Linked DNA regions of Mus musculus: regions 1, 2, 3, 5, 6 and 7 are each linked to region 4. The links are chromatin contacts, called in public promoter capture Hi-C maps. All regions are on one chromosome and are shown on one strand. The core of a region is the stretch at or near the end of the contact, and the rest is flanking DNA. Distances in the headings are between cores, read along the strand shown. Region 1 holds the start of Zbtb3 (zinc finger and BTB domain containing 3). Region 2 holds the start of Nxf1 (nuclear RNA export factor 1). Region 3 holds the start of Stx3 (syntaxin 3). Region 4 holds the start of Incenp (inner centromere protein). Region 5 holds the start of Mrpl16 (mitochondrial ribosomal protein L16). Region 6 holds the start of AW112010 (expressed sequence AW112010). Region 7 holds the start of Chrm1 (cholinergic receptor, muscarinic 1, CNS).

Evidence for each region. Promoter capture Hi-C pulls out the DNA fragments that hold promoters and counts their contacts.
Region 1: a contact with region 4 is called in a promoter capture Hi-C map of pre-B cells, with 7 times the contacts expected there. A contact is called at or near these places in 14 of 39 promoter capture datasets (the 3T3-L1 cell line, the C10 cell line, the HPC-7 cell line and 9 more), 1 of 484 Hi-C or Micro-C datasets (pre-B cells), 8 of 130 datasets of targeted methods (embryonic limb bud, embryonic stem cells, epiblast stem cells and 3 more) and 1 of 9 other capture datasets (liver).
Region 2: a contact with region 4 is called in a promoter capture Hi-C map of pre-B cells. A contact is called at or near these places in 12 of 39 promoter capture datasets (the 3T3-L1 cell line, 3T3-L1-derived adipocytes, cranial neural crest and 8 more), 1 of 484 Hi-C or Micro-C datasets (B cells) and 6 of 130 datasets of targeted methods (astrocytes, embryonic stem cells, extraembryonic endoderm stem cells and 3 more).
Region 3: a contact with region 4 is called in a promoter capture Hi-C map of hippocampal neurons, with 7 times the contacts expected there. A contact is called at or near these places in 3 of 39 promoter capture datasets (hippocampal neurons and liver).
Region 5: a contact with region 4 is called in a promoter capture Hi-C map of liver, with 5 times the contacts expected there. A contact is called at or near these places in 4 of 39 promoter capture datasets (hippocampal neurons, liver and pre-B cells) and 1 of 9 other capture datasets (adipose tissue).
Region 6: a promoter capture Hi-C map of liver shows a contact between it and region 4, with 2.9 times the contacts expected there. A contact is called at or near these places in 3 of 39 promoter capture datasets (liver and pre-B cells) and 1 of 130 datasets of targeted methods (pancreatic cancer cells).
Region 7: a contact with region 4 is called in a promoter capture Hi-C map of hippocampal neurons, with 3 times the contacts expected there. A contact is called at or near these places in 4 of 39 promoter capture datasets (cranial neural crest, hippocampal neurons, second pharyngeal arch cranial neural crest and 1 more) and 1 of 9 other capture datasets (adipose tissue).

What each region holds. Positions count from the first base shown.
Region 1 is chr19:8,800,315-8,804,490 of GRCm38.p6, forward strand. It overlaps Zbtb3 (zinc finger and BTB domain containing 3), which reads left to right and starts at 2,234. Exons shown (of 2, transcript NM_001098237.2): 1 at 2,234-2,371; 2 at 2,660-4,176. The coding sequence starts at 2,711.
Region 2 is chr19:8,755,232-8,759,172 of GRCm38.p6, forward strand. Nxf1 (nuclear RNA export factor 1) reads left to right here and starts at 1,872. Exons shown (of 21, transcript NM_016813.2): 1 at 1,872-2,028. The coding sequence starts at 2,001. It overlaps 1700023D09Rik (RIKEN cDNA 1700023D09 gene), which reads right to left and starts at 1,738. Exons shown (of 2, transcript NR_132423.1): 1 at 1,554-1,738. It overlaps Stx5a (syntaxin 5A), which reads left to right. Exons shown (of 10, transcript NM_019829.4): 10 at 1-411.
Region 3 is chr19:11,817,696-11,821,998 of GRCm38.p6, forward strand. It overlaps Stx3 (syntaxin 3), which reads right to left and starts at 1,708. Exons shown (of 11, transcript NM_152220.2): 1 at 997-1,708. The coding sequence starts at 1,026. It overlaps Gm41810 (a long non-coding RNA gene), which reads left to right. Exons shown (of 2, transcript XR_003952942.1): 1 at 1-645; 2 at 958-4,303.
Region 4 is chr19:9,897,119-9,901,398 of GRCm38.p6, forward strand. It overlaps Incenp (inner centromere protein), which reads right to left and starts at 2,371. Exons shown (of 19, transcript NM_001369356.1): 1 at 2,221-2,371. It overlaps Gm50340 (predicted gene, 50340), which reads left to right and starts at 2,560. Exons shown (of 3, transcript NR_168101.1): 1 at 2,560-2,902; 2 at 3,750-3,959.
Region 5 is chr19:11,769,035-11,772,849 of GRCm38.p6, forward strand. Mrpl16 (mitochondrial ribosomal protein L16) reads left to right here and starts at 1,381. Exons shown (of 4, transcript NM_025606.3): 1 at 1,381-1,490; 2 at 1,768-1,833. The coding sequence starts at 1,436.
Region 6 is chr19:11,048,980-11,052,833 of GRCm38.p6, forward strand. It overlaps AW112010 (expressed sequence AW112010), which reads right to left and starts at 1,587. Exons shown (of 3, transcript NR_102366.1): 1 at 1,409-1,587.
Region 7 is chr19:8,662,210-8,665,975 of GRCm38.p6, forward strand. Chrm1 (cholinergic receptor, muscarinic 1, CNS) reads left to right here and starts at 1,796. Exons shown (of 3, transcript NM_001112697.1): 1 at 1,796-2,248; 2 at 2,700-2,791. It overlaps 9830166K06Rik (RIKEN cDNA 9830166K06 gene), which reads right to left and starts at 1,126. Exons shown (of 3, transcript NR_045314.1): 1 at 532-1,126.

The DNA of each region.
Region 1 (4,176 bases), core at 984-3,483, 1.1 Mb before region 4:
ATGGAGAACATGTGATGTTTGGAGAGAGTATAAGTAGGACTCAGTGGATGGTGATAGAGGCTGAGCTAGGCTTGCTTCTAGAGCTAGCTATGCAATGCTTGTAGGTCTCAAGTCTGCTTATCTCATCCCTGAGAGAGGCACAGCCTAGAACTTTTCGTAGTGTTCCTCCTGGTCCCACCTGCTGACTTGTGCCAAGGCTGAGGCCTGGCTGTCTCTGCTAGGTCGTTCCACTGCTACTGATTCATGTTTGCTATCCTGACTCTCCCAAACTGGACTGCTGGTGTATCCATGAAGTGTTTGCGAGTGGATCCAGCTGCTGCTGCTAACCAATAAACTGAACTGCTGATTTCTGGACAATATAGACAAGATACTAAGATACTAAGATATTATCAGGACTCAGATAATAGAGAGAAGCTCAGGAGTGTTAGGTCATCCTTGGATACAAGAGCAAATATGAGGACAGCCTGTGTTAAGTGAGGGCTTGTCATTTTAAAGGAAAAAAAAAAAGGAGAAGGTACAGGGTGGGGGAAATGTTTCTTCAATACTGGTCACCATTGACCTGCCTATAGCTCCTGCTGGTGAGACATTGGCAGGAGCACTCTAAGTTCCAAGACAACCTGTGCTACATGTGGAAATCCTCTCAAGCAAACAAGAAGTAGCTCAATTGAAAAAATAAACAAAACTCCATTCGTGGAACTATTTCCAGGGACTCATGGTGCAGCTCTGGTGGCCTAGAACTCACTATATTGACCAGGTTGACTTTAAACTCTCAGAGATCTGCCTGCCTCTATTTCCCAAGTGTTGGGATTAAAAGAGCACATCACCTACACTTGGGTTTTATGCTGTCCAGGCTGTGCTGAAAGTTTGTTGTTCCGGCTGGCCTTGAAGTTCCGATGCTCTGTCTTCTACCTCCTGAACATATTGTGGACATGCACAACCACATGTGTATTATGGGACCAAACAGGACTATCTTTGGAGGCAAACTACCATCCTCCTCAGAACTTTAGCTGGGTCTGCAGGCAGAAGACCACCTCAGCTGTGCTTGCTGACTGTTGACTTTCCCTTATAGGATGAGGGGCTGTGGAGGGTCATGAGACCCTCACTTGAGTATCCAGTCACTTCCCTCAACCAGTTCCCTAATTGCACATGACCCCAGGATCTCCAGGGCTGGGTGTGTGTGTAATATATATATTACATATATTACCTGATTGATATACATATATATATATATATATATATATATATATATATATATATATATATATATATATATATATATATATATATATACCCAGAATTCTATAGGTGGAGAATGACTTAGGGAGGGAGCTCCATCTATATGGCTACAGGAACATTATGCTGGGTAAACCCTTTAGCCAGGGACTTCTGAAGTGGCTCACCCACACTCCTGTAAGTAACCCCTCACCTAGGCTCTGTAAGAAAGGCCAATAAGTTCTCAGGGGCCCAAGGTACTAGTGGCATAGTACCTTGGTTTATCATTGGGACCTTACAGAAGAGTTTTTTGTTTTGTTTTGTTTTCTCTACTTATTGACTTTACATTCCGATCGCAGCCCCCCTCAGGGAAAAGATTTTAACAACACAGATATCCTTAGACTCTGTCCCATTTCTGTCCTTACTAGGGCTTGCCTAGAGAACAGTCCATCATCTTCATAGAGTTAGAGGTAGTTACTAACACCACTACTGAGCCTGAACTAGTGGCGCATCCTGTAATTTTCGAGGACCAGATCTGCAAGAGTGAACTGCACTTTTGGGAGGTGTGGCTTACTGCCCACTGTTTCGGCAGAGCTTGGTCTAGACGTGGGCCTACAGGTTATCACACCATTTTGTTATAGTTCTCCTTCTAGGTAGTCCGCAGCAGAAACAGGCTGTATACTCCCGAATACACTGCGTTACTGCCAACCTCGCCCCACCCAGGCGGGTAATTTCCCTATGGGAAACAGATGAATAAGTTCAGCCAATCCTGAGGTCTCTGAGGGAAGGCGGGATGAGGAAGAAAAGTTTAGGACAGGAGCAACAACCAATTGTGAGCCTCGACGCCTGAGCAATGGCAGGGATTGCCCATTTGGAGAAGCCGGTTATCGAGGGGCGGGGTAGCTCACAGTGAGCCAATCCACAACAAGAGAGGGCAAGCTTGAGCCAATTAAGATAGCGGAGGTGGGAAGAGGCGGAGCTCTCCTAGTAGCTGCTAGGTCGTGGGTGAGGGCTCAGCTTTCTCTGCTAGTTCCTACGTTGGGAGTCCTTAGCCTTGGAGTTCGAGAGGGAAAAGCGCAGGAAGTTCCGGGTCTGGGGCGTGAAGGCATCACCCGGGAAAGCTTGGGCGCAAAAGACAGTCCTAGTTGGAGGACTCATTGTAAGGCACCGGCTGAGAATCGAGGAAGCACAGGCTGCTTAGGGGGCGGGACTTCCGGGGGCAGGGCTTTTTTTCGAATAGGGGCGGGGACGATTCCTAAGGTTAGGCTCAGGGGGCGGAGCCAACAGGTCTTTGGGTGGGATAGTGGAAAAAGAAGGGCAGTTAACTGAAACATGGTTGGGGGTGGGGGACAGCATGTTGCCAGAGGCCTTGGGTGGTCAGCTCTATTTAAGGGCTGATGTGGAGGTTGCTATGGAAGTTACCTAATTTACTGTCCTTTCTTCCCAGGGAGTCAGTGGTAGGGAACTCTCTTGGGCACCCTTCCCTCCTTGGGGTGCTATGGAGTTCCCAGAACACAGTCAGCAGCTGCTTCAGAGCCTGCGGGAGCAACGGTCCCAGGGTTTCCTTTGTGACTGCACTGTGATGGTTGGTAGTACCCAGTTCTTGGCCCATCGGGCTGTGCTGGCCTCCTGCAGCCCATTCTTTCAGCTTTTCTACAAGGAGCGGGAATTGGACAAGAGGGACCTGGTGTGTATTCACAATGAGATTGTCACGGCCCCAGCCTTTGGGTTGCTTTTGGACTTTATGTATGCTGGCCAGCTGGCCCTTAGGGGAGATACTCCTCTAGAAGATGTGCTGGCAGCTGCCAGCTACTTGCACATGAATGACATTGTTAAGGTTTGTAAGCAACGATTGCAGGCCCGAGCTCTGGCAGAGGCAGACAGTACCAAGAAGGAAGAGGAAACCAATCCTGCTAGTCTGGAGTTTTTGTCAGGCAGTTCTCGAGGCCCACAGCCTTTACTGGCATCTGTTGAACCGTCAGCCCGCTGGAACAAAGAGGAATGGAAGGGTCCAGCCACTCCCTTACCCATTGCTCATCCTGCAGATGAGCCACCAGTATCTGGGGGGGCAGACACTACACAACCAAGCATGGAAGTTGACTCATCACATCTTCGGGCACCTCCTCCACCAGTGGCTGATGTCTCCGTCTCTCTTGCCAGCCCAAGTAGCTCTACAGAGACCATTCCTGTAAACTACTTCTCTTCTGGCCTTCCAGGAGTTTCGGTGGAGCCCTTGACTCCTCTTGATGTGGTTCCTGAGAGTCTGAGGGTGGTGGAACCAAGGGATACTGGAGGACCATTGCAAGGCTTCTATCCCCCAGCTCCAGCCCCACCCCCAGCGCCAGCCCCAGTTCTATCCCAGGCTCCAGCCCCAGTTGAAGCTGAACTGGTCCAGGTAAAAGTAGAAGCTATTGTGATCTCTGATGAGGAGGCTGACTTGTCAGAGGAACAGCCCCACAGATCTGAAGGGCTGTTCCCACCTGGAGGAGCAGTGTATGGGGGACAGCCCTCACAGGCAGAGGCTTTTGAGGAGCCAGGGGCAACAGGACTAGAGGAGGTGGGGCCAAGTGACCACTTCCTGCCTCCGGAATCTCATCTACCATACCATCTGCTGCCAGGTCCAGGGCAGTATCATCGAGGGCTGGTAACCTCACCCCTGCCTGCACCAGCAGCCCTGCATGAACCACTCTACCCTCCTCCTGAGTATGAAGCAGCCCAAGGGAGCTTTGGAAATTTTACAGAGGATGTTCCCACCTGCAAGACTTGTGGAAAGACCTTCTCATGTTCTTATACACTAAGGCGACATGCCACAGTGCACACACGTGAGCGGCCCTATGAGTGCCGCTATTGCCTACGAAGCTACACACAGTCAGGGGACCTCTACCGCCACATCCGCAAGGCTCACAATGAGGACCTGGCCAAACGCAGCAAACCAGATCCAGAGGCTAGCACCATTCTAGGGGT
Region 2 (3,941 bases), core at 622-3,121, 1.1 Mb before region 4:
CTGGCCACTCTGTCCTATCCTCAGGCCCATGAAACACACTGGTTCTGGATTTGGACTCTGCTGTGAAGAGGCTGGGAACAGAAGCCAGCTAGGGGCCAGTGGGGGAGGTTGTCTCCACCTTGAGATTTTTATAAGCCTATAACCAGCCTCCCCCAAACGTAACTGGCAGCAAGAGGAGAAAACGCCCTTCCTTCTTGAGAGGCAAGAATCCTCAAGAAGTATCCAAGGGACCAACTTCATCATCTGGGTCAGCTAGAACTTGACTGCCGCCTTCTCCTCACCATGTGAGGTGAGGGGGCTCTGAGCCCTACAGTTGCCTGCACAAACCTGACTTTGGCTACTGGTGACTCTCAATATGCCAAACATGCTGCAGCCTATTTCCTCCCAATTACAGCAAGACTGTCAGCCTCACTAGTGTTGATGTCATTTCTGGGGGGGGGGGGGGGACTTCAGCAAAAAGCTAACCACTGCCCAATACCAGAACCAAAAGGGTTAAGTCAGTGACTCTGATGGGCCCCTACTGATAGGCAGGGTAGCTCCGGAGCTCTGTACACACAACTCCCCCCTAGAAGCGAGTAGCCAAGTACAGCAGCACTTCATAAGAGTTTTCCTTTGGACTAAGTGGGTTCATAATTGGGCGGCAACTTCCAAGACAGTACCCATAAGTTTGAGCCTGTTTTGTATCTTCAAATCAAGTCATGCTCCATGCCTACCAGCACCCCATCTGCTTCCCCCTCCCACAGCAGCATCTGGATCCAAGGCTGCAATAGTCCTAGCCACACCAGAAAAGTTTCCTAGAGCTCTTGGGTTTGACATTAAAGTTTCAGTCAACACTTGGGAGTTGGAAGCAGGTGAATTTCTTGAGTTTGTGGCCAACTTGGTCTACAAAGCAAGTTTCACAGAAACCCTGTTTCAAGAAACAAAACCCAAAACTAGCAACTTTCCCTAGCTACCTACCTAGCTGACCTGGGTCTACCAATTAGGCTTCAGTATGACAGACTGAGTGAAGTGAAGATCAAGGCTTAAGGCTCACTAGATCCCTGATTTTGTTTTGAGATGGTCTATGTAGTGTTCCCTATCTCTGAACTGGACAAAGTATTGATAGTAAGACTAAAGCTTTTTTATTTTATTTTATTATTTTATTTTTTTTGGAGGAAGGGTCTCTACATAGCTCTGGCTGTTCTAGAAATTTCTATAGAGCCAAGACTGGCCTCAAACTCAAAGATCTGCCTGCCTCTGCCTTCCAAATGCTGGGTTTAAAGACCTGCTCCACTACACCCGACTTGACTTTTTTTTTCATTAGTCAATTTAAAAGACCTTTTTTCATTAGTCAATTTAAAAACCTACGAAGGACAGGATTTCGTTTAATTCACACTTGGGTTTCACACTGGGCATGATACTGTGCTGGAGGAAGAAAAGTTCGCATTAGTTAAGGTTCCTGCTCCAGTGGGGCTTACATTCCAATTTTCTATTTCGTCATAATTCGTCGTGGAGATGAGAAAAGCTAAGAGGGCATAGGCCAGCGGCTGGCAAGGAACTGAGCTGCGACTTACTCGCTGCCGGGATCCCACCGGCGGGGACTGTGGGCCGTTACTCCCGTTCAGAGGCCAGGTCTCCATTCTTGTGTGTAGCCCTCGACCCTGCTCCTCTTGAGTTCAGTGCTAACGCAGAGGGTTTAGCTCCGGGACCGGGCCAGCGAAGAAATAGGAAGGCGGGGCCGGCCGATAGGCCATCCGGCCGGAGCTCCGGCCGTGGGCGGGCCTCGGAGGGCCTGGCCACGCCCCCGAGCGGCCGCCCTGCTTCTGCGCAGGCTCAGAGAGCGCGTTCACGTCCCGCGGCACCGCCCACATCCTGGGGACGTCGGCGGCGCGCGACGTGCTTCGCCGGATAAATGCGGTGGCGCCGGTCGTAGGAGAGATTCTGTCCTGAGCGCTAAGGCTCCTTGGCGTTTGGTGGCGTCAGGTTCTGCGCCTGAGCCCGCCCCTGTACCTGCCTGTGCCATGGCGGACGAAGGGAAGTCATACAACGGTCAGTGCGGGGCCTCGGGCCGGGAGGCGACGCGGTGGGTTGGGGTGGGCGGCCCTGGCCTAGGCCTCAGCCCGGGGGCGGGAGGCCGCGAGGAGCCCTACGTCCGTAGGTAGCGGTGGCCGCGCGGGCAGGGGGCGCGGGGCGCCGCGGGACCCAGGGGCTCCAGAGTCGCCCGGATTCAGGCGTTGGAGAACCTGTGGCTCAGGGGTGGGGTGACAAGATTCCTTTCAACTTTGAGGGTGGTTGATGCCTGTCAGTTCAGTTTGGCGGCCCGACTCTTCCTTTAAATGTGAGTCAGTAGTCGCTTGGTCGTGGGCTACCCTGGTGCCCTATTTTTCTTTTTCTTTTTGTGATACGATCAGTCTGTTCTTGTAGCTTGCTGCTTATTGTTTATCAAATTTCTAGTCGGAACACCTATCCTGACATGTTAATTCATTGTGGTGGTTAGGACACTATGACAGCTGAGGTTTGAATCTGGAGTTGGCTGTACTAAACCCGAGTGAGTTAAACTTTCAGGCCTTGTTTTCCGCCTCTTTCATGTGGGTACCTGTCTCCCAAGTTTGTGTGCATGTGCGTGTGCGTTTGTGTGCGTATGAAATAATTTCTACCAAGTGCCTAGAACACAGTAACTGGAGTGGGAATTTTCTTCCGTGAACCGTAGTTTCACTGTCTCTTAATGTATTCCTTTTTACTAGGGTTGCTTGGAGAGGATCGTTGTTTAGAGGATGCTAGATATTAGGTGGATTTCTTTGAAAGTTATACCTTTTTTGTATTTGTGTAATACTGATGATTTATCCAGGCCTGAAAAATAGCTACCCAATGAACCTTTATTTTAATTCAAATATAATTACTTGGTCTCCTTTCTCTAGCCATTCCCATTGTCAACTCTCTCCCCAAATTCATCCAACATGCAGAGCCCATTTAGTGTTAATGTGTATATATTTGTTTCTAAAGCTTACCATTTGGGATTGGATAACCATTTAGGGAATTCATCCCTAGGGAAGGCTAATTCTCCCTTACAGGGTCAGCCCTAGTATCCCAGGCTGGCCTCAGTCAGTCTCCCTGTGTCAGCTTCCCAAGTTCGGTATTGCATAGACTTTTACTTTTTTTTGGGGGGGTTGGGCTCCTAGAGTTAAACTCAAGGTCTGGCAAAAAGGAAAATAAATAGAACCAAGTGTAGTAGTGCACTGTTTAAGGTAAGAGGATCAGAGGTTCCAGGTCATTCCCTGTGTGCCAGGCCTTCTGTTCTCCCACAGAGCTATAGACAAGGAAGGATGAAAATCCCTTGTTTTTTCGAGACAGGGTTTCTCTGTGTAGCCCTGGCTGTCCTGGAACTCACTTTGTAGACCAGGCTGGCCTTGAACTCGGAAATCCGCCTGCCTCTGCCTCCCAAGTGCTGGGATTAAAGGCATGCGCCACCAGGCCCGGCTGTTATTTTTTTGAGATGGTTCACCAAGTTGTCCAGACTGACTTGAAGTTTCAAATTCTGCCTCAGCCTGGGTGGTGTGTGTGTGTGTGTGAAGGATAGGATAGGCAAGCACATTGTCAACTGGGCTATATCCTCAGCCCTCCTTTTATTTGTTTTGTCTACATATATGCAGACCACCCACTAAGAGAGACAGGTCTCAATCCTGGTCTGGCCTTGAACTCTGTAGTTCCAATCCTCTTCTTAAACAGTGTACTACCACACTTGGTTGGCTTGTTTGTTTATTAATTTATTTATTGAAACAGTGTGTCAATGAGTAGTTCTCTCTGTTCTAGAACTCAATGAGTAGACCATGCTGGCATTCAAAACTCAACAGTTCTCTGCCTGCCACTGTCTGGGAATAAAGATATGGGCCACTGTGTTTGGCTTCTTCCCCTTTTTAAGGCAGGGTTTTAGCTTATCTGGAACTCGGAATCCTCCTGCTTCA
Region 3 (4,303 bases), core at 458-2,957, 1.9 Mb after region 4:
TAATGCAGACTAATACTTCCCTACTGTAAGGAGCTCATTAATCACCTGGGAAGACTCGGTGAGACCTTCACCAGGTCTAGTCTGAGATCTGAGCTGATGCGCGCTTCTAGGCTAGCTAGGAGGCAGACTCCACTGTGAGTTTCCAGGGCTGCACTGTTATATCCCATTAAGTGGCAGCCTGTATCACCGGGTGGGTTCCTAAAGTTTCACACTCGCCCTGCTCCATAGAATGTGCTCAGTAACTTACTAAATGAATCTATACCTCCAAAAATTGATGCTTCAGCACTTCCCTATATCAATCCCATTATGTCATTCAACCTTCATAACAGACCTATAAGGAAGGAAGATTCTCCCTTGACCGACAAGGAAATAGGCTCAAAAGAGTAAGTGACCTAAGCTTTTCAGCTTTTGTGCGGCAGACGACCACAGCTGTCTCCGGGGGTACAAGACAAAATAATTACAGACCACTGAATGGGAAGAGGGGTGCCATCTCAGCACCTAACAGGCTCACCGCTCCGGAAGTCACCCGGAACTCTCAACTACTCCGGGGATGGAGTAGCCCTGCCCGGTGCTCCGGGAGGGAAATAGAAAGGAGAGGAGGCCGGTTTGGGGCACAGTGCCAGGCGGCAGAAGACAGCTGGTGAGGTGAGCCCCCTGACTTCTCCATTAGCCCCGCTGATTTCAAGTCCCCGAGTGGGTCCAGCTCTGGAGGAACCCTGTCCAGCTTTGGGGGAGAAGGGGTAAGAGGGTTACGGGCGTCCAGGGAAATCGCAGCTAGGTGATGAATCACCGAGCACATGACCCTGCAGGGGAGGGGAGGGTGCAAAGCTCCGCGGGATGAGGCGGGGGCTTGGGCGGAGGGAGGCCTAGCGCGCAGAGCACCCCTGCGGCCTGGGTTAGGGGAACTAGGAGAAGCCCCTCTCCCACGCCACTTATCCTGATGACCGATCCCCGCAGCCCGGGGCCCGCCTGATCCCCCAAGCGCCGCGGACTCACGGCCTTCAGCTGCTCCAGCCGGTCCTTCATCCTGGCCCAGGTGAGGGCGGCGGGCGCCTTGTCTCAGGTGAGCGCGTCCCAAGTGAGCGGCCTGGAGCGGCGGCGGCTGCCGGCCGGGGCGAGAGAGCTGCTAGAGCGGGCGGAGGCGGGCGGCGGCCGCTCTCGAGGAGGAGCGTCCGAGGCCACCGAGGTCCGCCGCGCCGCCCCCTCCGGCCCCCGCCGGCGCCGCGCTCCAAATCCGGCTACGAGACCGCGCCGGCTCAGGGCTCGCCCGCCCCTGGGCCCGCCCCATACCTGGGCCGCTCCCCGAGCTCCTGCTTAAAGGGCCAGCGCGCTCCAGCGCCGGAAGCATTCCGGGCACACCTTCCCATGCCCCTCGAAAGGCAGAAACAAAAAAAAAAAAAAAAAAAGGCGGGGGTGGTCTGTCTGGCTTCGATTCCGTATTTTCCGCACTGTTCTTATTGTTCGGCCCTCTGCGGACTCCTCAGGTTGAAGACAAGCTGGTTCCTGCTCCCTTTGATGAGGGAAAACGTTCCGATGATGCTCAAGAGATATTCCGCCTTAAAGAAGGGACCTGTTGGGTATAAAATCTGTGCGGTTCGGGCTCAGAGACTTGTTCCCGTAGGGCGTAACTGCAGATGAGATGCCCTGGATCGGGCTGCGGCGAGGAATTTGGGGATTATGATGCTAGTGGTTGTGGGGCCTCTCGAAGTCGTGTAGGCGGTCCAGTCACCTTTTACTAACAATTTGAATAACTTGAGGGAATCTAGGAGAGTCCGTTTCCATAGCTATATAAATCAGAGGCTGCTTAGCAATTTTCTGCTTAGCCTGTACGAGAAAAGAAGCAACTGACTTTTAACTACCGGGCAGAGTTGTAGGATAAAGACGTTTGTTTGATTTGGAAAACTTAAGCCCACCTCTCTCCTCCTTGCTGTCAAGAGCCCTGGGATTTGAAGAATTTTTAGAAAAGTGTGGTTCTTCTCACTGCCCTTCCTCTTCAACGGTGCCCCTATTCCCTTCCCCTCCGTATTTGATTTGGGGATAACAAATGGCGTATCGACCAGAGTAGTGGTCAACAATTGGCGCTAGTGAAGACTTGGTCTCAAGTTCGAGAAGTATCCTCGACTTTGTGTTCAATCTTAAAGGCCATAGATACTTTCTAATTATAACCGGACTTTACCCTCTGCGATGTGCACGCTCCTACTGACTTCCTCCGCTGCCATAAAGGTAGTCAAGTAAGGCAGGGCTTGAGCTGTTAGAGCCAACTATGCGGTAATCAACTCTAATCCTCTATCTGACCTCCGGCTCCTGTCCTGACGCTGGCCCAGCGAGGACTGCGAAAGTTTCCACGCCCCCTGGTGGTCGTAACCCTACAGCTAGGGCTTGAACACCCCCACCCCAGCCCAGCAAACACTTGGAAAACCTTCCGCCACCGAGCTCATTCTCTAGCATCAGCCCTTAGGTTTTCTCCTTTCAGACAGAATCTCCCTGAATTGCCCAGGCAAGCTTTGAACTTGCCATTCTCCTGTTTCAACCTCTCCAGTAAGAGGGGTTACAGTGAAAAACTCTCGAAGTGTGGACGTCTGAAATCTGGACAGAAGTGAGGAAGGAGGATGGATTCATTTTGAAGCAAGAACAAAGGATTCCAGTTAAGACGCGATTGATTTTAGGCTGCAAAAAACGGCCCTGCAGTAAAGAACACTGACTGGAGGACCTGGGTTCAATTCCCAGCATCCACATGGTGACACACAGTTCCAGGGGATGCAACGCCCTCTTCTGGGCTCTGCAGAGGTTACACACATGTGGTATACAGACATAATGCAGGCAAAAACATTCATACAAGTAAAAAAAAAATTTTTTTAAGTCCCAGCAAATTATTTTAAAGGATATAATTGATTTCAACAGGGAAAAAATTGTGACTCTCATGCAAATATAAAATGAATATATTTTAATGTTTTAGCTTATTAGTGAAGCAACCAGTAAGAGGTTAAACTCATTCAGATCCACAGACAAACAGCAGGAAGGCTGGCATGAATAGGTTACTTGATGCAAAACTAGCTCTGGGGATGGGAGAAGAAACCGTGCTTCTCCTGTACACTAAGTCCTTATAATCTCCATGAATAGAAGCACTCTGCTTACTACCGATATCTAATTTACATAGCTGGACAATAGCTGTGATACAATGAAAGTCACAGACTATTATAGAATCAGAAAGGTGCATTAGATAAGGCCACCATAGGATACATAGCATGGAACAGCTTTTTGTTAGTGGTCACTGGTCATTTTAATTTGCTCAGTTTTTCTGTATACTCCCAAGGTAGTACCTTCCATGACTGAATGGTACCAGCTCTGTTAAAAAGTTATTATACAGAACAAGTTTTCTTCCCTATTACTTCTTGCCTTAATCCAGACACTTAAAAAAAAAAAAAAAAACATAAGTCAGAGCTTAAGAGATAGCTCAGTCAGTAAAGTGCTTCCTCCACAAATATGAGGACCGGAGTTCAATTCCCAGAACTTATAATAATAATAATAATAATAATAATGATAATAATAATAATAATCAAACACAGTGGCACATACTGGTAATTCCAGAACTGGGAAAGTAGAAACAGTGGATCCCTGAGATTTACCAGCCAGATCTACCTAGCTGTGAGCGCCAGGCCAGTGAAAGACATTGTCTCAAAAAACAATGAATGGCAGGGGGCGGGGAGGAGGGACAAACCTAAGGTGTTTCTAAAATTGGATGTCTTGAATTCCACCACCCTTAGAATATTCATTCTATTCTTAGAATTGAGGGAATCTACCCAACACATAGCACTAAGTACATATACTTAAAAGAAATTGGAGACATCTCAAACTAATTACGTAGCAGCACATCTAAAAACTCTAGAACAAAAAAAGAGAGAAAGAAAGAGAAAGAAAGAAAAAAGAAAAGAAAAGAAATTACACCCAAAGGGGGTACATGTTAATAAATAATCGAACTCGGGGCTGAAACAAATACAATACAATACAGAGAATCAATGAAACAAAAGTTGGTTCTTTGAAAAAAAATCAATAAGATTGATAAACTCTTATCCAAATTTAAAAAAAAAGGCAGAGAGTATTCAAATAAACAAAATTTGACATGAAAAGGGGGACATAACAACAGACACTGAGGAAATGCACTCCACCAAATTGGAAAATGTAAAAGAAATGATTAATTTCCTCAATAGATGCCACTCACCAAACTCAAATCAAGATCAGATGAGCAACTAAAACAAAGCTATTACCCTCGTGAAAATGAAGCAGTAATTAAAGTCTCTAAACC
Region 4 (4,280 bases), core at 1,121-3,620:
ATACATTCCACAGGAATGCATAAGAAATGAGGGGTCCAGAACCATGTTCTCCAAAGAGACCTCTGAAACCCTCCCTAAAGCCAAAATGTCCTATGAATGGATGAGGGAGAGCGAAGTGAGTGCGCATGCAATGTGCTGCTTTCAGGAAGACCTGGCTGTCAATACCAGGCAAAAGACAATGCAGTGCCAGTTTACCCACTGCCTTAAAAAGCTGGGAGCTTGGATATCTGCCGTACGACCTGACTATATAATCCTAACAAAGGTCCTACACTAAGTGGGAGGATTCTGATACTGTCATATCAGGGCCCCCGATAAGCAGTACCCCAAGTGGTAAACACATGAAAGATCAAGAGTGGGTGGCAGCTATGAGCACTAATATATCGGATCCCACCTTATATAAGGACAGGAAGTTCCCACCATGACTTACACTTTCAAAAGCAAGAAGCATGCATACACACTTCAGCCTCTCAGCTACAGAAAAAGGTCAGGGAAGAAAGGGCTATATTACTGATCCTCTTGGAACATAATGCCATCATATACTGTGGCCTCTAGGTTCTTCCTTGAAGTTCTTCAGCCTGATGTATGAGGCACACTACCCTTTTGCCCTTCAAACAAGTTCTGGCCTCTAGGAACTCTGTCTCCTGTTTTGTACAGCTTCTTCACTTAGCTTTCAGCTCCTTAAGGAGGATCAGACCTCCAATCCAAGCCAAGATCTCACACACAGATTCCAGCTATGTGCACAGCAAATGAGTGATTGTTTATGTTTGCCTACTGCTGGCCTCTACCCACTAACCTGCTCTCTGAGGGTAAGCCTTGTGCCTTCCTCAGCAACAAAAGAGTCTGGCACTTGTGGAATGAATTCATTCATCCATCAACTAATCCTAAAGGTTGTCTCACCATCACACACTGGGACACTCAGTGAGCAACTCAGTAGGCACATGTTAGAACAGGCCAAAACACACCCTGACCTAACGGCCAAAGGCAGCACTAACTGGGGCAAAACCGAATGGATAGGGGCACTGAGCCTTTAGGAAAAAGCATTAACTGTGCAGCCAGCTACTCATCAGCATGGCCTCTCCACTGAGTCTCCCTATCCCCCTGCACCAGAAAACAGCCCTAGCCAAGTCCAAGGCCTCATCAGTTCAAGGCCAGCAAAGAGAAGAGAAAACTGCACAAGGACTCCAAAGACTTGCAGAGGAGCTATAAGAAAGTAACAAATGGGAAATTTTACAAAATGTCTGCTCATGCTACAATCGGAGTGAGCGCTTCTTTCACCAAGTCCAATACCACACTTCTTCTTCCATGGGGAAATGTGCTTTCTAGCAAGCCCTCGCTGAAAAGTTAGAAAAGGTGACTCTGAGGAAAGGAGGAGGTGTAACAAGAATCAGACTCCTGGGTAACTTCACCTTCAGTCCACGAAATAAACAAACCCTACCATGGGAGAAGGAAGGTCACTTCCTCTCCACAAATACTATTTCTGTGCCATTCAGCAGATTAGCAATTGCCATCTCCTCTGGGGGTGCAGGAAATGAACTAAGCATTTCTCCCCACACACACCCCTCCAAGCAGGAAGATCGATCGCTAAAACTGCTCTTCCACTCAAGAGTCCTACTCCATGCCAAGAAACCTCTCAATTCCTTTTTGCCACATACTCCAAGATACCCATGCACATACAAATCTAGGTCAAAGTCACCAAGAAAATCGGAGGGCGGAGCCTGGATTTAAAATGTTTTTTAACCACTAGCCACAGGCCTCCAGGACAATAGTTTCAAGCTCAGAATGACACAATCCCAACGCTTGGCAGCAGGAAGCTGGAGGGAACTGCGCCGCTGACAAGAGCCTACGCTTGCGGGGATGACAAAATAAGTAGCAGGGCGGTCTCCGGAGCTGGGTCAGTTTTTAAATGCTGCTCAGCTGGGACGAAGCTGAGCAGCCGTTGCCATAAAAAGACTCAAGTCCGGGTTTACAGAGCAGCCCAGGCTCTGCACAGGTGTTAGGCCCGGCGTGCGGGGAAGAGGACTGACCATTCTCGGATCCCAGGACTCAAGTGCAGGGCCTCGAAGTTCATCTCCAAGCCTAGAACCATTGGAAGTGATCCCCACACCCATAAGCAACCCATAGGCGAAAGTGACTCCCCTGGCCCATCCTGGGAAGCGAAGAGGCCGGGACCAGTGGCCGAACACCGCGACCCTGCGACTCCCGACGCCCGTTCTCACTCACCCGGCGGCGCCGCGTCTTCCCGGACCACTCCTTTTCCAGTCCGCGGCTTCCGCAGATTAAGCTTCCCGCCACGCCGGACCGGCTGGACTCCCAGTACCGCGAGCTCGCCGCAGGCGAGGACCTACCGGGCGAAGAGCGCGGGCGAATCTACGATTTTCAAAATTGTGGCTCAACCAATTCCCCTTAAGTTTGTCTGGGCGGTTACAAAACTCCAAACCAATCACGTAACAGGACGCACGAGTCCGCTTATCTGCTGGCTGTTAGTGCTGTCAATCTGTGGGACTAGGAGGCGGGGAGAAGAACGTTGACGCTTTTAACACGCCCCAACTTCCGGAAGCTGCGGCAATCTACCCGGCGAGGAAGTGGTTGCGACGAATTACAAGTCCCTGCGTGCACTGCGAAGGCAGGCTTGGTTGGGGAGGATGCCTATTTATCTTCGAGCCAGCCGCTTGGTTCGTTTCAAGTCCGGAATGCTTCTGCGTTCGGAATGACAGCTCTGCTACTTTGCAGTAGTAAAAAGAAACACATTGCAAATCTCACAGAGCCTTCCCTCCAAGAGCAGTCAGGCATATAGTTACAGAATGTTTCCTTAGACCTCCGATTGTCACCCGGAAGTGTTTGCTAAGTACCCTCCAGATTGGACGCCACATACAACGGAGAATTTTTCTGGCCACATATAAAGGTAAAGTCTTGAGTTGAAGGTGTGTCACCACCACCTGTAAAATAAAACACCTCCACCTTCTTTATAGAATCATTCTCAGTAGCCAAGAGGTGGGCGAAACTACAAATGTCCCTGGACAGATTAAACAGAGGGGTTTTATTTATTTTTAAATTGTTTTTCCTTTTATTGAAAATAGATTTCTTTACTCACATACTATATCCTGATACAGTTCCCCTCCCTCTGCTCCTCCCAGTTCTAACCTCCCCTTCCATCTGTATCCACTCCCTTTCAAAACAGACTTCTAAGGGATAATAATAAACTAAGATGTAAAACATAAGATAATACAAAACCTATCATATCTGAATTGGATGAAACAAAGAAAAAAAGCCCCAAGAGAAGGCACAAAGACCAGAGACCCACTTGTTCGAACACTCGGGAATTCCATAAAAGCACTGGAAGCCATAACATATATGCAAGAACCTGATGCAGAGCTGTGCAAACTCTGTCTGGCTGTGAGTCTCTGTATTTGTTCCTATCTGCTTCAGGAGGAAGCTTCTCTGATGATGGCTGAGCAAGGCAATGATCTGAGTGTAGCAGAATGTCAATCACTAGGAGTCATTTTATTGCTATGTTCCTTTAGTAGAACAGTAGTATTTAGTTTAACCCTAGGTCCCTGAGCTATCTTGTCTCAGATTGTTGTTCACCCAAGCAGGATTCGATCTTGTGGAGTGGGCCTTAGGTCAAATCAGATATTGGTTGGTTACTGCCACAGGTTTGTGCCACTATTGCCCCAACATACCTTGCAGGCAGACACCATTGTAGGGTTTTGTTGATCCCACCTGTAATGGTTTGTATATTCTTGGTCTAGGGAGTGGCGCCATTTGGAGGTGTGACCTAGTTGGAGTAGGTGTGTCACTGTGGGTGTGGACTTAACACTCTCACCCTTGGTGCCTGGAAGTCAATCTTCCACTAGCAGCCTTTGGATGAAGACATAGAAGGCTCAGCTCTGCCTGTGCCATGCCTGCCTGGATGCTGCTGTGCTCTCACCTTGATGATAATGGACTGAACCACTGAACCTGTAAGCCAGCCCCAATTAAATGTTGCTTTTTATAAGACTTGCCTTGCTCATGGTGTCTGTTCACAGCAATAAAACCCTAACTAAGACACCACCAAAAGAGAGTAAAGACCATTACCCAAATTCTGTAATTGAATTAAGCAAGCTTTATTTTCTATCATACAGGACTGTCTCCCTAAAGTAGGGTTTGAAAGAACAGCATCAAATACAAGAGAAGGTGGGATTTATATAGCTGCAAGACTAGGAAGGTTTCAAGGGTTGGGGGATTTTCAGAGGATCTTATCATGGAGTGGAGGTCAGGGTATATAGGGTGTGGAATATGTC
Region 5 (3,815 bases), core at 131-2,630, 1.9 Mb after region 4:
ACTACAAAGCTCCAGCCTCAGGAAAAATTATATGTCCAACATTTCCAAAAGGATAATTATACATTATTTCATTTCCCTTCCTTATTAAATTATGGTGTGGTCCATTCACTAGAGCAGCCAATCCCCTTAACGACCCAGCCATCCCTCCAGCTCCTTCTCTTGGATTTCTTAAAGGAAAAACTTTGAAGACAGAACATTACCCCTCTTCTGTGAAGACAAGGCTAAATCTTGAAACCAAACTGATCATTTATAGAAACAAATTAATCCTGTTAATCTATGCCAGCTTGAGATGACCACCATACCAAACCAAAACTGAAGCAATGATCAGCCTAGACCAGGACTGCTTAATTATGCATACTTTTTAGCGGACTCCCCACTCGATGCCCCAGTTTGTCCACTAGTTAAACTTAAAGGTGCCAGGTGTGGTGGTACATGCCTTTAATCCCACACTGTGTAGGCTGAGGCAGACAGATCTCTGTGAGTTCGAGGCCAGCCTATCTACATAGTGAGTTCTAGAACAGCCAGAACTACATAGAGATTTTGTCTCAAATAAATAAATAAATAAATAAATAGCTTAAAGCTCATATCAGGGCCATGAAAATGATCTTGAATGGTCATTGGAGTCCATCATTTATTATTTCAAATGAAGCTACCTTAAATTAATGGCTTTTCGAGGTTACTTTCTTTTAATTAGCATATTAAGGACAGGTGGGACTGCAGAGATGGCTCAGCGGTTAAGAGCACTGACTGCTCTTCCAGAGGTTTTGAGTTCAAATCCCAGAAACCACATGGTAGCTCACAACCATCTGTAATGAGATCTGATGCCCTCTTCTGGTGTGTCTGAGGACAGCTACAGTGTACTTATATATAATAAATAAATAAATCTTTTTTTTTTTTAATTATAAAAGTAAAAGGACAGGTGATCGAACCCAGCCGGTTGGGAATGCCCAAGCCAGTGCTTTTACCTTGAAAACTCCAGCTACAGCTCTTTTGATAGATTTGTCAAGACCAAACTCAGCAAGCGCACAGTAAATAAGCCAATGACAAATCAATAGCATCTTTCTATGTCCCTAGAGAAGAGACATAAATGTACGGAAAGTTAAGGGAACAACTTCTTACAAAACCTCGGGCTTTCGCAGCTTTCTACACCAAGGAGAAAACCCAGAGCTGTCACTAAACAGAAAAAAACTGAGAAGACCCTCGCGGAAACTTGAAACACCTCGGGCGTGGCTTGGCCTGTGGGACCTTTAACCCGCAGATAACCTGCTCCAGAACCAGGTGCTGGAAGTTTCCTCTACTTCCGTCAGGACTCTATAAAAGGTGGGACAGGATGACGTCACTTCCTGTCTTGTGTCCGCGGGCCGGCAAAGCTCTGAACTGGGAAAAGCCACTGTTGTAGTTGAGAGAAACCTGACCCGGCAGCACACGCGTGGCCATGTGGAGGCTGTTGACGCGCGTCCCCGCGCCGCTCCTGCGGATGCACTTTTCAGGTCAGAAACCTGTTTCATCTTTTAAAAAGGCATTTCCCCGATCTTCCTCCCCACATTCCAAAGTCTATGCTTACTGCGATAGGTCCTGCGCTTTCCTTACTTCTTCCACCTCCACTATGCGGAGGCCTGGGTCCTGGTCATGTGCGGGAGACGGTGCTCCGTGAGCCTAGTTGCTTCCTTGGAAGCCCATTTAGTGGAACTCGTACCCCCGTGCTTCTAGACACCTCTGTCAGGAGTGATCAGAGTGTAACAGTAATGGTTTGATTTGTCATTGTAGATTCTTGGGCAGCCCTTCCCACCAGTGCTGGTCTGAAGACGCTCCTCCCAGTTCCAACTTTTGAAAGTGAGTACCTGTCATTTCCACTTATTTTTCTCTGAGAAAAGGCATCGAAGGTGTGTTTGTGCTTCCTCCCTCCGTTGAGTGATTCAACAGATATATGTAAGGAAGGCAAACTGCAGCGAAGTCCCTCGATGTTGCAAAGCAGATAACTATTGGGCTAGTTCCCAGGCATCCTACCACTGATGTGTGGCCCATGATCTACCCAGTCAGCACTAACTGGGCATATATCAGATTTTTTTATCTTCTAAATAATAGTACAGATATGCAGACACTTAGCAATAGTAGCCAGGTGCTCTGCAGTCCTGTACATCTAACTTTTTAATGTACTAAAATCTCCAAAACTGCAAATGGCCTAGACATCTGAGGGTCTTCGGCACATAACTGTTAAACTACTGTGTGGGCTGGAGCAATGGCTCAGCAGTTAATAACACTTGTTGCTCTTGCAGAGAACCCAGGTTCAATTCTCAGAACCCACAAGATTGTTCATAACCATCTGGGACTCCAGCTTCAGGGGTTCCTACATCCTCTTCTGCACATTAATACATGCAGACAAAACACTCCTAACATTTTTGATAAATAAGGTGCTGTGTGTGCTTAGAAGTGCATACTAACTTGCAGATGTAAGAACGTATTACCAGGTCTCACAGTAGCTGCCCATAGAAGTCAGTGAAGGGAGAGTAGTTTTTGTAACTTGGAACAGCAACTTTATTATTCCATTAATGATCTGATGGCCCTTTGAGGCTTCCTGTTTTGTTTATTCTATCATGGAGCCATTCTTTCTCATATTTAATTTTTTTTTTGAGTCACAGTTGTTTTCCCCAGGATGTCATATAGAGGATAGTGACAAGAAAAATCCTACTTTGTAAGTTTACCAAGAAAAATACAACAGAAGGTTTTTTTTTTTTTCGTTTGTTTGTTTTGTTTTAATGGTATTTTTGCAATCTAGAGGAGCAGTGAGTTTTGTTTTGTTTTTGGTTTTGGTTTTTAAGAGCATGCTTCTGGCTTTGATGTTTTAACTGAAGTTCCTCTTCTTTAAAGTAGAGATTAGAATACCACTTGCCCAATTATGTTTCTTGGCCTAGCTGAAAATTATGTATGCTCCTGTTTTCAATTCTTTTTATTTTTAATTGCCTTTTATTTATTTTGTATGCATGCACTTGTGTGGGTGCGTATGTGTCAAGGCATATATCTGGAGGTCTGTGACTACTTTTGGGAGTCAGTTCTCTCCTTCTACCACGTGGGCCCTAAGGCTCCAACCCAGATGGGCAAGCAGTGCTTTTTACCGGTTGGGACATCTTGTGGGCCCCTTGTTTTCAATTTCTAATACTTCACTTTGTATTTCCCCCATTTGTCTGTTTAGTGTTGAAGCCCTAAAGAAATATAAAGGTTGCCACCACTCAGTCCAGCACTTCCTGCAGGTTCGAGGTTACACAGTGATCACATGACATCCATAAGACTGTCTCAACCCTCTGCGTACATGTTGTGGGTGTATAGCGAAGTCTTCATGTGGGACTCCTAACGGGGCTGTCTCTGACTCTTTTGACAGTTTTTGGGACCCTTTTCTTCATCTTGGGTTGCCCCATCCAGTCTTAATACGACAGAAGGTGCCTAGTCTTACTGCAACTTGATATGCCACGTTTGGTTGATATTCATGGGAGGCCTGCCCTTTTCTGAATAGAAACAGGAATGAGTAGATTGAGATGGGGGAAGAGGGGAGACTACAGTTGGGATTTTTTTTTTAAAAAAAAAAAACAATCTCAAAATACCAAAGCTGCTTTAACAGTGAATGAAGTAATAATTGAGAACAGTCCCTACAAATAGGGGCTGAACATACAGGGGGGTAATAAGTGAATTTGGCTGAGAAACATTTGTGTAAGCATTGTTATAGCTGAAAGAGTCCAGTGTCGCTAGAAACATCCAGAGGCAAATGGTAACCGCTGGAATTATTACTCATTAGGCCCTCTGCGTCGTGCACCTTCACTTAT
Region 6 (3,854 bases), core at 337-2,836, 1.2 Mb after region 4:
GAGGCTATGCCGGGGCCTAGCAAACACAGAAGTGGATGCTCACAGTCAGCTATTGGATGGATCACAGGGCTCCCAATGGAGGAGCTAGAGAAAGTACCCAAGGAGCTAAAGAGGTCTGCAACCCTATAGGTGGAACAACAATATGAACTAACCAGTACCCCCCCCCGGAGCTCATGTCTCTAGCTGCATATGCATCAGAAGATGGCCTAGTCGGCCATCAGTAGAAAGAGAGGCCCATTGGTCTTGCAAACTTCATATGCCTCAGTGCAGGGGAACGCCAGGGCCAAGAAGAGGGAGTGGGTGGGTAGGGGAGTGTGGGGGGGAGGGTATGGGGGACTTTTGGAATAGCATTGGAAGTGTAAATGAAGAAAATACCTAATTAAAATAAAATAAAAATTAAAAAAAAAAAAAAGAAATTCTTCGCTTTGCATACCTCTGGCTCTTTATTTAAACTCCATGTTAGAAACTGAGTGATAAGCCCAGGTGGGGCCAAGTCACTGGACCCCTTTGCTCTGCTTCTCAATGAAGTCACAATGAATTCATTTTTTTCTACCTTCCACTCTTATTTGTTTAGTTGGCCCATTAAGGACTGGGTAGATGAATCTGGATTGCTTGAGCCTGGACTCTGACCCTGACAATTCTAGGTGCAGTCTGGAGCAAAACAGAGAGGCTCCTCTGGGTAAGAGTAGGATGTGAGGTCATGGACAAGAACAGTCAGAAAAGTGAGATGGTTAAAGGCTAGAGGGGGAAGGCAAAGCTAACATGGAGAGAGCAGGGCCTGTATCAAATGTTTTTTTCTAGGGCAGAGGAAGATTCTAACTACATACAGGGTGCCTCATCTTCAGAAGAGGGTACAGACTCCTGCCATTGTTCTGAGCTTTTAGAGAAAGCTAGATCATTAAAAAGTCTGCTGGGCTGGAACAGAGCTATTTTAAAAGGGGAAGGAATTAAGGCCTCTGCACGTTGAGAAAAAGTCAGTGAAGTGATCCACAACTGAGGAGAAAATCAGAAAGAACTTACACAGGAGGACCCAGGAGAAACTTACGCTTAAGTCCTTTGCTTTGTCCTTTCCAGATATTTCCGTGTGCGTGTGTGTGTGTGTGTGTGTGTGTGTGTGTGTGTGTGTGTATTTCCCGCAGCGCCTGGCTGGCCCTTCATATGCCTACCTAGTGCTGTCTCCTCTCTACATCCCAGGCTTAGAATTGAGTTCTGTGGTGTCAGACAGGAGATACCCACCCCACAAGAACTATATCTTCCTGGAAAAACAGACTTAGAAATAATAACAAACTAAATGCAAGCTTTCAAAGACAGAAGGTGACACTCATTCTCTCCAGTAAGCTGGGATGAGGCCTTCCATGGGCCTTCTTACCCACTATAGATTTCCCCTTACAGATCAAGAGGTACTTACGGGAGACATCTTGCAGCTCAGGTTGTCTGCTAGACTCCTGCTGATCTTCTCTTTGGTTTTTTATATAAAGTTTGAGAATGTCAGTTTCACTTTCCCTTTGAATTGCTTTGGGGCACTATTTGCTAAACAGGAGTGGACTGAAAAACCCCGAGTCTGAGAGAAGTTTACACAATTAGTTGGCCTATCCCACAAACAAACAGGAAGATCTGCAAACACAGCCCAAGAGCCTTTTCCCACTTGGGAAATTCCTTGCTTGGAACACAGTACAGTGTTGCCTGAGACAACTGCTTCATCCTTGGCTATGGAAATAAGCAGACATAATATGATATTTCAATGATTTAAAGCAAATGCTGATTTTTTTTTTTTTTTTTTTTTGGTAAGAGTAACACAAGTACATGGGTCAGTGGATATTCTTCAGGGCTCTCTAGGATGTGGTTTCAGGCAGGACACAGGATTACACTCAAGCGTGTATCTCCTGTGTTTGCATTTTCATCGTGGGTTGTAGGTTAAAGAATTAGCAGATGTGAATACAAGGAGAGTTCACTATTATACTGCCAGAAGCCAGAGGCTAGGAGAAGCCTGGAGGAGACTCTCCTCCCAGTCCTCCTGAAGGATGGAGCCTTGCTGACACCCTGAACTCAGACTTCCTGCCTCCAGAACCAAGGGACAATAGGTTTAATGAGCTCTCCTGTTGGTGCCACCTTGTTATCGTTGCTAAAAAGCCCATAGAGTGTCTGTGAAAGATCTTGTGTAGTGACAGGGAAGCAGTCACTGCTGGCACAGCCAGCTGACTGGTCAGATTGGGAGTAATAGAGGTGACATGGAAATATAAGGAAGAGGAGGCAATCCCCAGCAGAGACAGAAGGCCCCGCTCTCCATAGGGTGTGGTCCTTTGAGTGAGACCCCCCCACCTCATAAATTAAAAGCTTGGTTCCTGGTTGGGAACTGTTTGGGAAGAATTAGGGGGTGTAGCTTTGCTGGAGGAGGTGTGTCCCACTGTGCACATTCTCTCTCTTATTCCCTCTCTCCCTTCCCCCGATCCCCTCTCTTCTTCCTCCGCAGGAAGTACACTCTTAACTACCGCTCCAGTGCCATGCCGGCCTGCTTGATGCCCTGCTTCCCATTATGATGATTGCAGACTGTAACTCTCTGAAACTGTGGGCCTCCAAATTAATTAATTAATAAATAAGTTAATTAATTAAAATCAGTGGCCTTGGTCATATGTCTCTTCAGAGCAATAAAAAACAAAACAAAACACAACAATGAAGATAGGTGGAGGTTATCAAGTTGACTGGCAGGTCAAGAGAGCTGTCACTCAACATTGATCTTGGTCCCTTGCCTCTGAGGAGGAGGAGTGAAGGGCTTTTAGACTGGGTTGTGAGGCTCCAGAATGGAGACCCATTCTCTGTGTCCTAGGGCTCTGAGAGGGTGAGTGTATTCTAACTCAAGGAACTCGGGACATCTTTGCACTTGGAGGAAATCAACTAAAGACTCTGAAAGAGCTTATAAGGATTCCGTTTTTTGATATTTACCACTGAATAAATGAAAGCAGAGATGACTAAGATGTATTTGTTAGTTGTTAGGCTAAAGCTATACATTTCATGTCAGCAGAAATAAGCATCTTTAGTGAAAAAAAAAAACCCTATTTTCCAAAATAAAAATTTAGTAAGAAGAGAATTAGTTTTTAGCAGTTGTGAGGGTGGGGAGGCGAAATATTTTTGCCTCCCCCAACACTAGGTTCACAAGTGAAGCCAGTGTAAAAAAAGACAGAACAAGAGAAAAGTATGCATATCTATACACTGTGATCTCCCCTCCCCTCTCTTTTATTTAAAAGAAAAATTTTGGAAGTACTTTGATTAAAAGACATTATTGCAAGCGTCACTGAAGAGCATTGTATTCTGTTTTAAATTTATTTTATTTTTCATACATGAATACTATATTTATATCATTTCTACCTTGTGCCCTCCAATTCCTTTGAAGTTCCCCACACTCCCTCTCAGGTTCATGACCCTGTTCTCTATAATTGTTACTCTCCTATGTAAGTAAATGTGGGTATTTCTGTGCTTGATTTATTGAAAATGTGAATAGTCATGAACTGGACTTAAAAAAAATTGATCTGGAGGCTGGAGAGATGGCTCAGTGGATAAAGGGTTTGGCTCCTCTTCCAGACTACCTGGGTTCAATTCCTAGCACCCACATGGTGACTCATAACCTGCTGGGGTCTAGCCTCTACACAGGATCAGGGGTCTCAGCTGGAAGCAGGGATATCTGGAAGGTGCATAATGAACACACAGGTAACATTTTCGGGTACAACCTAATGAGCAAGTCTCAAAGCTTGATCTCTCTGTCTCTGTCTCTCTCTCTCTCTTTCTCTCTCTCTCTCACATACTGCACTCTCCACTCTTCACACTCCCACACACCTCACACCTCTAATTTGCCCCAGTCT
Region 7 (3,766 bases), core at 546-3,045, 1.2 Mb before region 4:
GACCCCTTCTTCTGTAGCTGCACAGACTCCAGAACGCTGCACGGACCAAAGATGAGGACACTCAGGAGGAGGCAGAGGAAAGCTGGACACCCTCCCCTCCCGCCCACAAAATAAGTGTTTTTATTTCTAAAGGGACATGTGCAGAGGCGGTGGGAGAAAAGGGAGAGCAAGAAGAATGGGGGAAGGGGGCAAAGAGGAAGCTTGATTCAGACTCGGAAATGGATGTGGAGGCCTAACTCCCCCACTCTAAACCACGTGTACACGCACAAGTACACGCACCCCCACGGCTCTCCCAACATGCAGCCCGCAACCTAAGGATGGCCCAGTAGGGGGCAGCCTGCCACAGAGACTGCTTGTTTTCTGACCTAACCCTAAGGGTCTAATGCCACCGAAGGTGGGAGGAGGAGCTGTTCAGATCCTCTGACCCCGACACCCCCTCCGCCCCAAACTGTAGTATATGACCAAACACAGAGAGAAGGCGCACTGGGTACCCCTTGGCAGCCTCAAGAGTACAGATGCCCCCACACGTACCTGCCACCTGTGTCCCGTATCTGCTGGCCCAAGCCCCAGAGTCGTCGTCAATTTCTTCCTTTTCTGGTTCCTTTGGCAACTGAGCTCCAGTCTCAACATTGGTAGGAAAATGAAGAGAGAAGGAAGAATGGGTGTGCCCCGGACTCCAAAACCCTGAGCTTAGAGCTCACCTGGAACCTACCTTTAGCTTTCTCTCCTCCATAAAGGCAATCTTGATTTCGGTCCTTCCCACCTCCCTCCCAGGGCTTCATCACAGCCCATGGGGCAAAACACACAGGAGCTTTTAGTGTTTCCAATTCTCCTCGGTGGTCAGCTCTCCAGGAAGTCTCTATTGGGGCATTGCTGGACCCAGGTCCCTATGACAAAGCCCCCAGGGGTTGTCTCTATCTCCAAGGAGACTCTACACAGAAATCCAAACCAGCCTGGGGGGGAGGGGGGATGAGGGTCAAACCGTAGGCTGAGAGGAGGAGTGGCTCGTACTTCCCAGGTACACACCTGTGAACCTAAAGTGGGAGTCAGGGGAGACAGTTTGACAAGCAGGGAGGAGAGCAGTCTGTCTGCCTGTCTGTCTGTCTACCAAGGGGAAGCTGGAGGTGGAGCAGTCAGGGAGGTAGATGCTACCTCACTTGTCAAAATTAGCCAATTCCACAGTTGGGCAACACTCAGACATACACTGAGCACAGACACACGCTCCCACATGCGTTCTGGCTCCAGATTGGCAGGGTCACACCTGGATTTACGTAGGCTGCATAATGACATGAGCACACATGTCATACTACACATGCCGGACCCTGAACAGCATATGGAACAAACACAGTTTCTCCAGTGCTCCACAAACCAGATACACATATACCCTCACACCAGACCTTTCCATACACCAGAGTGCACTGCCCAGCATGCGGGCATGTCACTCCGTCCCAGGGTGGGTGAGCCAGCCCTCTGGGTCTGGTCCAAGTTGGAACCTCTCACGTGAGGCCCAATGTGTCATTTTCAAACAGAAGGAATTTAGCTCCCTCACAGCAGGGAGGAAGAGCAGGGTGTGTGGCTGGGTGGGTGGGTGGGTGGGCGCGTGGGCATGTTCATGGGGGGAGGGTATGCAAAGGAAGCAGGCATGTGAATAATGGGGCATGTGTGTCGGGGCATGTGTGTTGGGACATGGTGCACAGGAGTTGGGGGCTTTCCGGTTGGGTGGGGGAAGGTGCCCGGGAAACAGAGTGTGCCTTTGTGAGAGGGTGTGTGTGTGTGTGTGTGTGTGTGTGTGTGTGTGTGTGTGTGTGCCGCCAGTCTGTGTGCAGTGGGTGTGGGTGTTTGTCTCCCTGTATCCGCCTTCTCTCTCCTCTTGGACTTTTAGCTTTCCTGGGCTCTCTTTCCTCATGTCCTGCCTCCTCCCTCTCGAGGCTCAAAGTGGGTGCCCTTGTGGACAAGGGGGGCACACTCCAGGACTTAGTCCAACCCCAGATGCTGCCTGAGGCTTCCCTCCTGCTCCCCCTCCCTTTCTTTCCTCCCTTTCCTCCCTCCCTCTCTTTCCCTTCCTCCCTCCCCCCCAAGGCTGGCGTGCCAGGGGGTGGGACATGCCAATCACTGGCTGTGCCTCTCCGGCTGCCAGCACAGGGCGCAGCTCCCCCCGGGAGCCAGGTGTTTGGGTCCCAGGAGACACTGCAGGCCCCCGGAGAAGCACTGAAGCTGAGGACCCTACAGACCCCTCTCCGGTCCCATGGTGAGTACATTTGGAAGGGCTTGGGAGGGGCTGTGTTGAGCTGGGTGCAGAAGCATCAGGGTCCTCTGAGACAGGGCAGGGACAAGGATGAGACAGGAATGGGGGTGGATTCTTGAAAGGGGAGGTGGCCAGGGAGGGGTCTAGAGGCCAAGAGGGCTCTCTAGCAGTGGGCATTGGCTGCTACAAACACCCTGTCTGCTGCTTCTCAGTGGATTTATCTGATGTTTTTCTGTGCTTTAGCTGGCAGAAGAGGTAAAGACCTTCTTAGGAAACTCAACCTAGACTTCAGAAGAGATTAGATGGCTGTGTGGTTAGCAGATCCCCCAGCACACTAAAGGCAGAAGGGGAAGGGCAGGAGGCAGCCCTGGCTACCAGCACCTAGTTGAAGAGTGACCCCATGTACATACTTTTGGGGACACCAGTCCCAGAGCCTCCTTCTCTCCTCCTTCAGGAAACCCTGAATCCTACCTCCCCTATCCACCTTCAGCCCCCCAAGATGGATTGAATGAGGCTGCTGGCCAGATGGACAAGCTGGATGCCAAGGTGGGTGTTGGGCCAGAAGCCAGCAGGAGACCAGGCAAAAAGCCCCAGTGCTCTTTGGAGACAGATAAGCACATGGATAGCCACACCACCCAGACAATGTGGTCCTGGCACGCGAGGGGACCCAGAGGGCCCTCCCTGTGTTTTTGTATCTTTGGCTTGCAGAAGGCAGGTTTCGGGCAATACAAGGGTACTGATGCACACACATGTTCCCTGACTCCAGTAAGGATGAGTTAAATCCAGAGGCTCTGACTCTTGGAGTTGCCACCTCTAAGACAGGTGTCTGGAGAAGGGGCAGTTGGCTCATGGAAATTTCTTCACCTTAGAGGTTCTTAGCGCCAGTGGAGAGGGGTTCAGTTCTTCTTACAGTGCACATCTATCTGCAGCTCATCCCATTGGCTCAGTGACCCCTGCCTCACCGGCTAGCAGTCTCCAGTAGCCAGTCTCCTGTCTCAGAGTAACCAGCTACTCCATGAGCTGCCCAAGGAAAGCTTTCTACCCTCTGATCTCAGCTACAAGGCAAACCATGATCGCTGTTGAGATATGTAAGAGGAAGAGATGGTAGGACAGGGCTACAAGGTATCATTCTAACCTCCATGCTGGACTGGAAGCTTTGGCTTTAATGGATCTTGAAGAGCAATAGGAAGTTCTAAGTGTCCAGAAAGGTCTAGGCAGAGCTGTCCCAATATACAGTCAGAGAAAGCGAGGCTAAAAAGGCAAAATGAACGTACCCATAGCCCCATTAGGGAAACATAGCAGCCCCATCGGTAACTGAACCCCATTCTCCTCACCCTCAGCATAATACTGTGTTGCCTCCTCCATGAACAGGAGGCTAGGATATGGTGGGAAAGGGAAGGGTGTAGCAAGCTTTGCGAGGCAGGATCTTGGGCTCCCAAGCAGGCAGGCAGAGAAGAGGTGGGTGAATTGAGCTGAGTTTCTGCTCGGCTCTGATGCCATGGTGATGCCTCGAAGAATGGG